Regions from separate parts of the Mus musculus genome. Here region 2 is linked to region 1. The links are chromatin contacts, called in public HiChIP or PLAC-seq maps. All regions are on one chromosome and are shown on one strand. The core of a region is the stretch at or near the end of the contact, and the rest is flanking DNA. Distances in the headings are between cores, read along the strand shown. Region 1 has its middle 44 kb from the start of S1pr1. Region 2 overlaps Dph5 (diphthamide biosynthesis 5).

Region 1 (3,252 bases), core at 531-3,030:
CAGCCGCAGGTATGTGTGTACTCTTCTCCACTGCAGGTGCTTATAAGGCACAGTGGATCATAGGGCTGAACTGTAAACTCAGGGTCATGTAGTGGAGAGTGTAGGAAAGGGCTCATTTAAACCCTTGGAAGACCTTGAACAATGAGAGGGCAGTACTGTTTGTCCTCATCTATTCATAAAACTGTAAAATAAACTGCAAACTAAAACCAATATTAAACTGCAAAGTGTCAAAAATCAAACAAGGCTCTGATTTATTTTATTTTTTTTAACTGAGATGACTAGTTTGAGGTACTTAGAAAGGTGTTCATTAGTGTTTTGGTTATTTTTCTACCACTGTGACTACGGCTTTGACAAAGCACTGTGACCAAAGCAATGTATAAGAGAGTTTATTGTGGCTTACAGTTCTGGAGGGTAAGTCCATGACCATCATGGTGAGCATAGCGGCAGGCAGGTAGGCGTGGTGCTGGAACAGTAGCTAAGAGCTTACATCCGATCACAGCATGAGTGGGAGAGAGACAGAGAGAGAGAGAGAGAGAGAGAGAGAGAGAGAGAGAGAGAGAGAGAGAGCTCACTAGAATGGTGTGGACTTTTGAAACCTCACTGTCTGCACAGTGTCCCACCTCCTCCAAAAAGGCCACACCCATCCTTCTCAACTGTTTCACCAACTGGGGGCCAACCACACACATATATAGCTTGTAGGAGGAGGGCAGTCTCATTTAAACAATTAGCATATGTTAATTATATAATAGTGGGCTTCATTGTGGCATCTTTGTGCTCATCTCTGCATAGAATATATTTTGATTATATTAACCCTTCATGATCCCCTTCTTCCCACCTAGTCCTTGCTTCTATTTTTTTTCTGTTTGTAGATGTGGTATGTGTAGGGGGAGGGGGCAGGGAAAAAACACAAATAAGTTTCATCTGGGACACTTGCAGAAGCATAGACACCTTACTAGTGGCTAAACCACTGAAGAAATGTCTCTCTCATTTACATGCCATTCACAGCGTATGAATACTCAGGGGGTGGGGCAGAGTCTCAAGAACCCTTCCTTGAGGTATAGAGCTGAGACTGACCTACTAGGCTGGTAGTTTTGGAACCTGAAGACTGCCTTGCCATCCCAGCGTCACAAACTCTGACACACACCAAAGCAAACTTCTGCTAAGAAACTCTGCTCTTCACAGTGGACTCTAAACTTGGTTCCCCATCTTTCAATCATCAATCAGACTATCAGATTGTGTTTGATGTCAGCAGGAGGCATTAGAGAAACGGGGTGAACGCTGCAGCAGGCATTACAACCTCCAACCTCGTGGAGTTATTTTTGTTAGGAAAAAGGTATACTGAGAAGTGTGAATGATGGAATATGGGGAGCTTGACCTGGTCCAGAGGCCAGCTCAGTTTAAATCTCTCGAGGGACCTGCTGCTGCCGGTACCCACTGGCGGCACTCTCAGACACTGGCTCAACTGCTCAGAAGCCTCATTACATTACACCTTTCTCCCCCACTTCCAGATCAAGGTCACACCCTTCCTCCCACAAGCAAGCCAAGGTCACACCCGTCCCTCACCCCCCACCTCTCAACCCCGGCAGCAGGACGCCCGCTGTGTGTTGTTTCAAGTTTCACAGCACCCTGAATGGTTGGCTTGCATTTCATTTGGCTTTCTCCCTCTTCTCAATCCTGAGTAGGCCCCCTCCTTTGCATGGGTGTTGACCCTAGCACCGCTCCCTGGTAAACATCTGGAAAGCCAAACTCTGCCTGAATCTGCTTCCTGGAGTGCTTTACAGCATGAAAACCCTCGATGAGTCAGATAGTGAAAGGTACTGAGTGGCTGAGGTAGACAGGGGCGGAGCTGAGAAGCAATGGGCAGACCACAGTGACGATAAGGTTCTATATTAAAGCATTGACCAGAGAAGGAAGCCTCCGTGTGTGGCTGTAGTGTGGATCGAATAGAGGGCCTGCCTTGAGATCTAAACCCCAAGCTTTTCCAAATGTATTTTTTCAGGGTAGCTGTAGTGTATATATGCCTGTCTGAAAACATTACTACAAACCCATTTTATACAATTAATATGTACTAACAAGTGATTCTCTTCTTCTAGATACTAATGATAAGAATTAAGATGCCCAACTTCTTATGTCTTCAGAACATTGCTTTTCATCCTTTCCTCCTTACCAACCGAAGCTGCTGAACCCACACCATGGCTTATGCAGCTACAGTCCTGCGAGATAACGTTCTAGAATTACGTAGCTCCAGCTTTTCAAGATATCCCGGGAGGGAGAGTTGTGAAAGTGACTTCTGTGATGATAAAAGGCAAACTGATGAGTGCTAGTGGAAAAGATTAAGATAAAGTCACTGGGCTCTTGACCTCTACACATCAAAAGATGGACTCACCCTCCCCCTCCCCCAGATACTGAACCCACCCCATGGCTTACACAGCTATAGTCCTGTTTCTTAGTTTTGATGTGTTACCTTAAGTCCAAGGTAGATGTGGGCGCAGTCATTATACTAGCACAGTGTATATGAAGAATTGTGAGGTAACCCATCAAGACGAGAGCTCTGTAAGGGTTTATTGAGTATAACCATCATTTTACAACCTGTACATATTCAAAATGTACATGTTGGTAAGTTTTAATGCATGCACACATCTTTGCGACCATCAGCAAGAGTCAAGATGACACGTATTTCCGACACCCCAGAGGATTTTCTGTGTCCCCCTTGTCACGCCTTTGTCTCTTGCTTCCCTTTTCTCTCCCGTGGCAAAGGCTTCACCCTCTCTGTGTCTCTCCAGACAGCTTTGCACTGCGTGGAATTTATAAGAGTGTAAGCACGCATTGTGTGCTATTCCACATCACCGTCTTCTTTCCAACGTAATACTTTTAAAAAACAGATGTCAAGTGTTTTGTTGTGTGATATTTTATGTTATCAAACATTACGCACGAGAAATCTTGCTTGTGTTACATGTTATATATTACTAATGCAAATAGTAAAAAGGTGTTCCCCTACTTTCAAACACGGGTTTATTTATTTGTGTGTGTGTGTGTGCGTGTGTTAGCTCACATGTATCATGTGCATGGAGAGGTCTGGAGAGGCCAGAAAGAGGGATTGGATCTGTTGAAACTGAAATGACAAGTAGGACTGCTCCATGGGTGCTATGACTTGGGTCCTCTATAAAAGTAGTATGAATGTTTAGCCATCTTTCCAGTTCCAACTCCTCAACTGTGATGGTTGGCCTATGCTTGGCCCTGGGAGTAGTATAC
Region 2 (3,065 bases), core at 474-2,973, 150 kb before region 1:
GAGAACGAAACCCCGTCCCTCTTAAGGAGCATTCTCCTTCGCCTCGGACGTGTCACTCCTTGATTGGCTGCAGCCCATCGGCCGAGTTGACGTCACGGGGAAGGCAGAGCACAAGTAGTCATAAGATACCCTTGGCACATGCGCAGATTATTTGTTTACCACTTAGAACACAGGATGTCAGCGCCATCTTGTAACGGCGAATGTGGGGGCGGCTCCCAACATCACCCTAGTGGTTCACCTCATTTCCCTATCACTATAACCAAGAAGCTTGACTTTTTTTTTTTTTTTTCCTCTGTACTTCTTCTTTTTTTTTTTTCTTTCCATTTTTTATTAGGTATTTAGCTCATTTACATTTCCAATGCTATACCAAAAGTCCCCCATACCCACCCATCCCCACTCCCCTACCCGCCCACTCCCCCTTTTTGGCCCTGGCGTTCCCCTGTTCTGGGGCATATAAAGTTTGTGTGTCCAATGGGCCTCTCTTTCCAGTGATGGCCGACTAGGCCATCTTTTGATACATATGCAGCTAGAGTCAAGAGCTCCGGGGTACTGGTTAGTTCATAATGTTGATCCACCTATAGGGTTGCAGATCCCTTTAGCACCTTGGGTACTTTCTCTAGCTCCTCCATTGGGAGCCCTGTGATCCATCCATTAGCTGACTGTGGGCATCCACTTCTGTGTTTGCTAGGCCCCGGCATAGTCTCACAAGAGACAGCTACATCTGGGTCCTTTCGATAAAATCTTGCTAGTGTATGCAATGGTGTCAGCGTTTGGATGCTGATTATGGGGTGGATCCCTGGATAAGGCAGTCTCTACATGGTCCATCCTTTCATCTCAGCTCCAAACTTTGTCTCTGTAACTCCTTCCAAGGGTGTTTTGTTCCCACTTCTAAGGAGGGGCATAGTGTCCACACTTCAGTCTTCATTTTTCTTGAGTTTCATGTGTTTAGGAAATTGTATCTTATATCTTGGGTATCCTAGGTTTTGGGCTAATATCCACTTATCAGTGAGTACATATTGTGTGAGTTCCTTTGTGAATGTGTTACCTCACTCAGGATGATGCCCTCCAGGTCCATCCATTTGGCTAGGAGGACACATGCTCCACTATGTTCATAGCAGCCTTATTTATAATAGCCAGAAGCTGGAAAGAACCCAGATGCCCCTCAACAGAGGAATGGATACAGAAAATGTGGTACATCTACACAATGGAGTACTACTCAGCTATTAAAAAGAATGAATTTATGAAGCTTGACTTTTTAAACCACGACCTACACTAGCCCACTCAAGGACAGTGAAGCTTTAGAGGCTGGCTCTGTAACTCGCTAGCTGTGCAGGAACAGTGCCAATAGAACCCATCCCCAGCTATGGGATCAACTGACACATAACCATTATTCACATGGTGAAGTTACATATTAATATTATAATAGTGTTTATAGGGGCATTGTACAAAAGAGATCTGTTTTCCAAGACAATGTACAGGAAAGCACAATGCTGAAGTTAGAGAATGACTCAATTCTTCTAAACAGTTTAATAAGACTTATAAGAAATTACGAAAGCGCAGACATTGAAAATCTAGAAACATGTCACAGATTAGAAAGCATTTAACTTTCCTAAGCCTTGTGTTCTTCTGAGAAAACAGGAGTTGGGTCCCAAGTAGGCACTGGTGATGCCGTTTCCTGTACTATAGCTTCCTTCTCACCATGGTTTCAGAAGCTGTGGCTAGAGATGCCAGAAAGCAGACAGGAAGGAAGCGAGAAAAGGTGGGGCGCTCTGGGCATCCCTCCCTATGGCCCCGAGCAGCTCACAGTTCTCAGGCTCTGTATGCCGGGTCTTACAGTTCTGTATGCCGGGTCTTACAGTTCTCAGGCTCTGTATGCCGGGTCTTACAGTTCTCAGGCTCTGTATGCCGGGTCTTACAGTTCTCAGGCTCTGTATGCCGGGTCTTACAGTTCTGTATGCCGGGTCTTACAGTTCTCAGGCTCTGTATGCCGGGTCTTACAGTTCTGTATGCCGGGTCTTACAGTTCTCAGGCTCTGTATGCCGGGTCTCACAGTTCTCAGGCTCTGTATGCCGGGTCTCACAGTTCTCAGGCTCTGTATGCCGGGTCTTACAGTTCTCAGGCTCTGTATGCCGGGTCTTACAGTTCTGTATGCCGGGTCTTACAGTTCTCAGGCTCTGTATGCCGGGTCTCACAGTTCTCAGGCTCTGTATGCCGGGTCTCACAGTTCTCAGGCTCTGTATGCCGGGTCTTACAGTTCTCAGGCTCTGTATGCCGGGTCTTACAGTTCTCAGGCTCTGTATGCCGGGTCTTACAGTTCTGTATGCCGGGTCTTACAGTTCTCAGGCTCTGTATGCCGGGTCTTACAGTTCTGTATGCCGGGTCTTACAGTTCTCAGGCTCTGTATGCCGGGTCTCACAGTTCTCAGGCTCTGTATGCCGGGTCTCACAGTTCTCAGGCTCTGTATGCCGGGTCTTACAAGTTCTGTATGCCGGGTCTTACAGTTCTCAGGCTCTGTATGCCGGGTCTTACAAGTTCTGTATGCCGGGTCTTACAGTTCTCAGGCTCTGTATGCCGGGTCTTACAGTTCTCAGGCTCTGTATGCCGGGTCTTACAGTTCTGTATGCCGGGTCTCACAGTTCTCAGGCTCTGTATGCCGGGTCTCACAGTTCTCAGGCTCTGTATGCCGGGTCTTACAGTTCTCAGGCTCTGTATGCCGGGTCTTACAGTTCTGTATGCCGGGTCTTACAGTTCTCAGGCTCTGTATGCCGGGTCTTACAGTTCTGTATGCCGGGTCTTACAGTTCTGTATGCCGGGTCTCACAGTTCTCAGGCTCTGTATGCCGGGTCTTACAGTTCTCAGGCTCTGTATGCCGGGTCTTACAGTTCTCAGGCTCTGTATGCCGGGTCTTACAAGTTCTGTATGCCGGGTCTTACAGTTCTCAGGCTCTGTATGCCGGGTCTTACAGTTCTGTATGCCGGGTCTTACAGTTCTCAGGCTCTGTATGCCGGGTCTTACAAGTTCTGTATGCCGGGTCTTACAAGTTCTGTATGCCGGGTCTTACAAGT

The links. HiChIP or PLAC-seq counts read pairs in DNA pulled down with a chosen protein or histone mark.
Region 2: a contact with region 1 is called in a BATF HiChIP or PLAC-seq map of CD8 T cells, with 5 read pairs. The contact joins two enhancer-like sites. A contact is called at or near these places in 2 of 115 datasets of contacts at active chromatin or transcription factors (CD8 T cells and bone marrow-derived macrophages) and 2 of 9 other capture datasets (adipose tissue and liver).

What each region holds. Positions count from the first base shown.
Region 1 is chr3:115,757,124-115,760,375 of GRCm38.p6, reverse strand. No RefSeq gene overlaps it. Among named protein-coding and RNA genes, the nearest start is that of S1pr1, 44 kb to the right of the region's middle. Within about 2 kb of position 1,780, at least 74 of the 459 cell types and tissues checked have an H3K27ac peak or open chromatin away from gene starts, as enhancers often do. A contact at or near this core is called in CD8 T cells, where this site is marked.
Region 2 is chr3:115,906,284-115,909,348 of GRCm38.p6, reverse strand. The region is part of intron 4 of Dph5 (diphthamide biosynthesis 5); the gene reads right to left. Among named protein-coding and RNA genes, the nearest start is that of Dph5, 20 kb to the right of the region's middle. Within about 2 kb of position 1,723, at least 10 of the 459 cell types and tissues checked have an H3K27ac peak or open chromatin away from gene starts, as enhancers often do. A contact at or near this core is called in CD8 T cells, where this site is marked.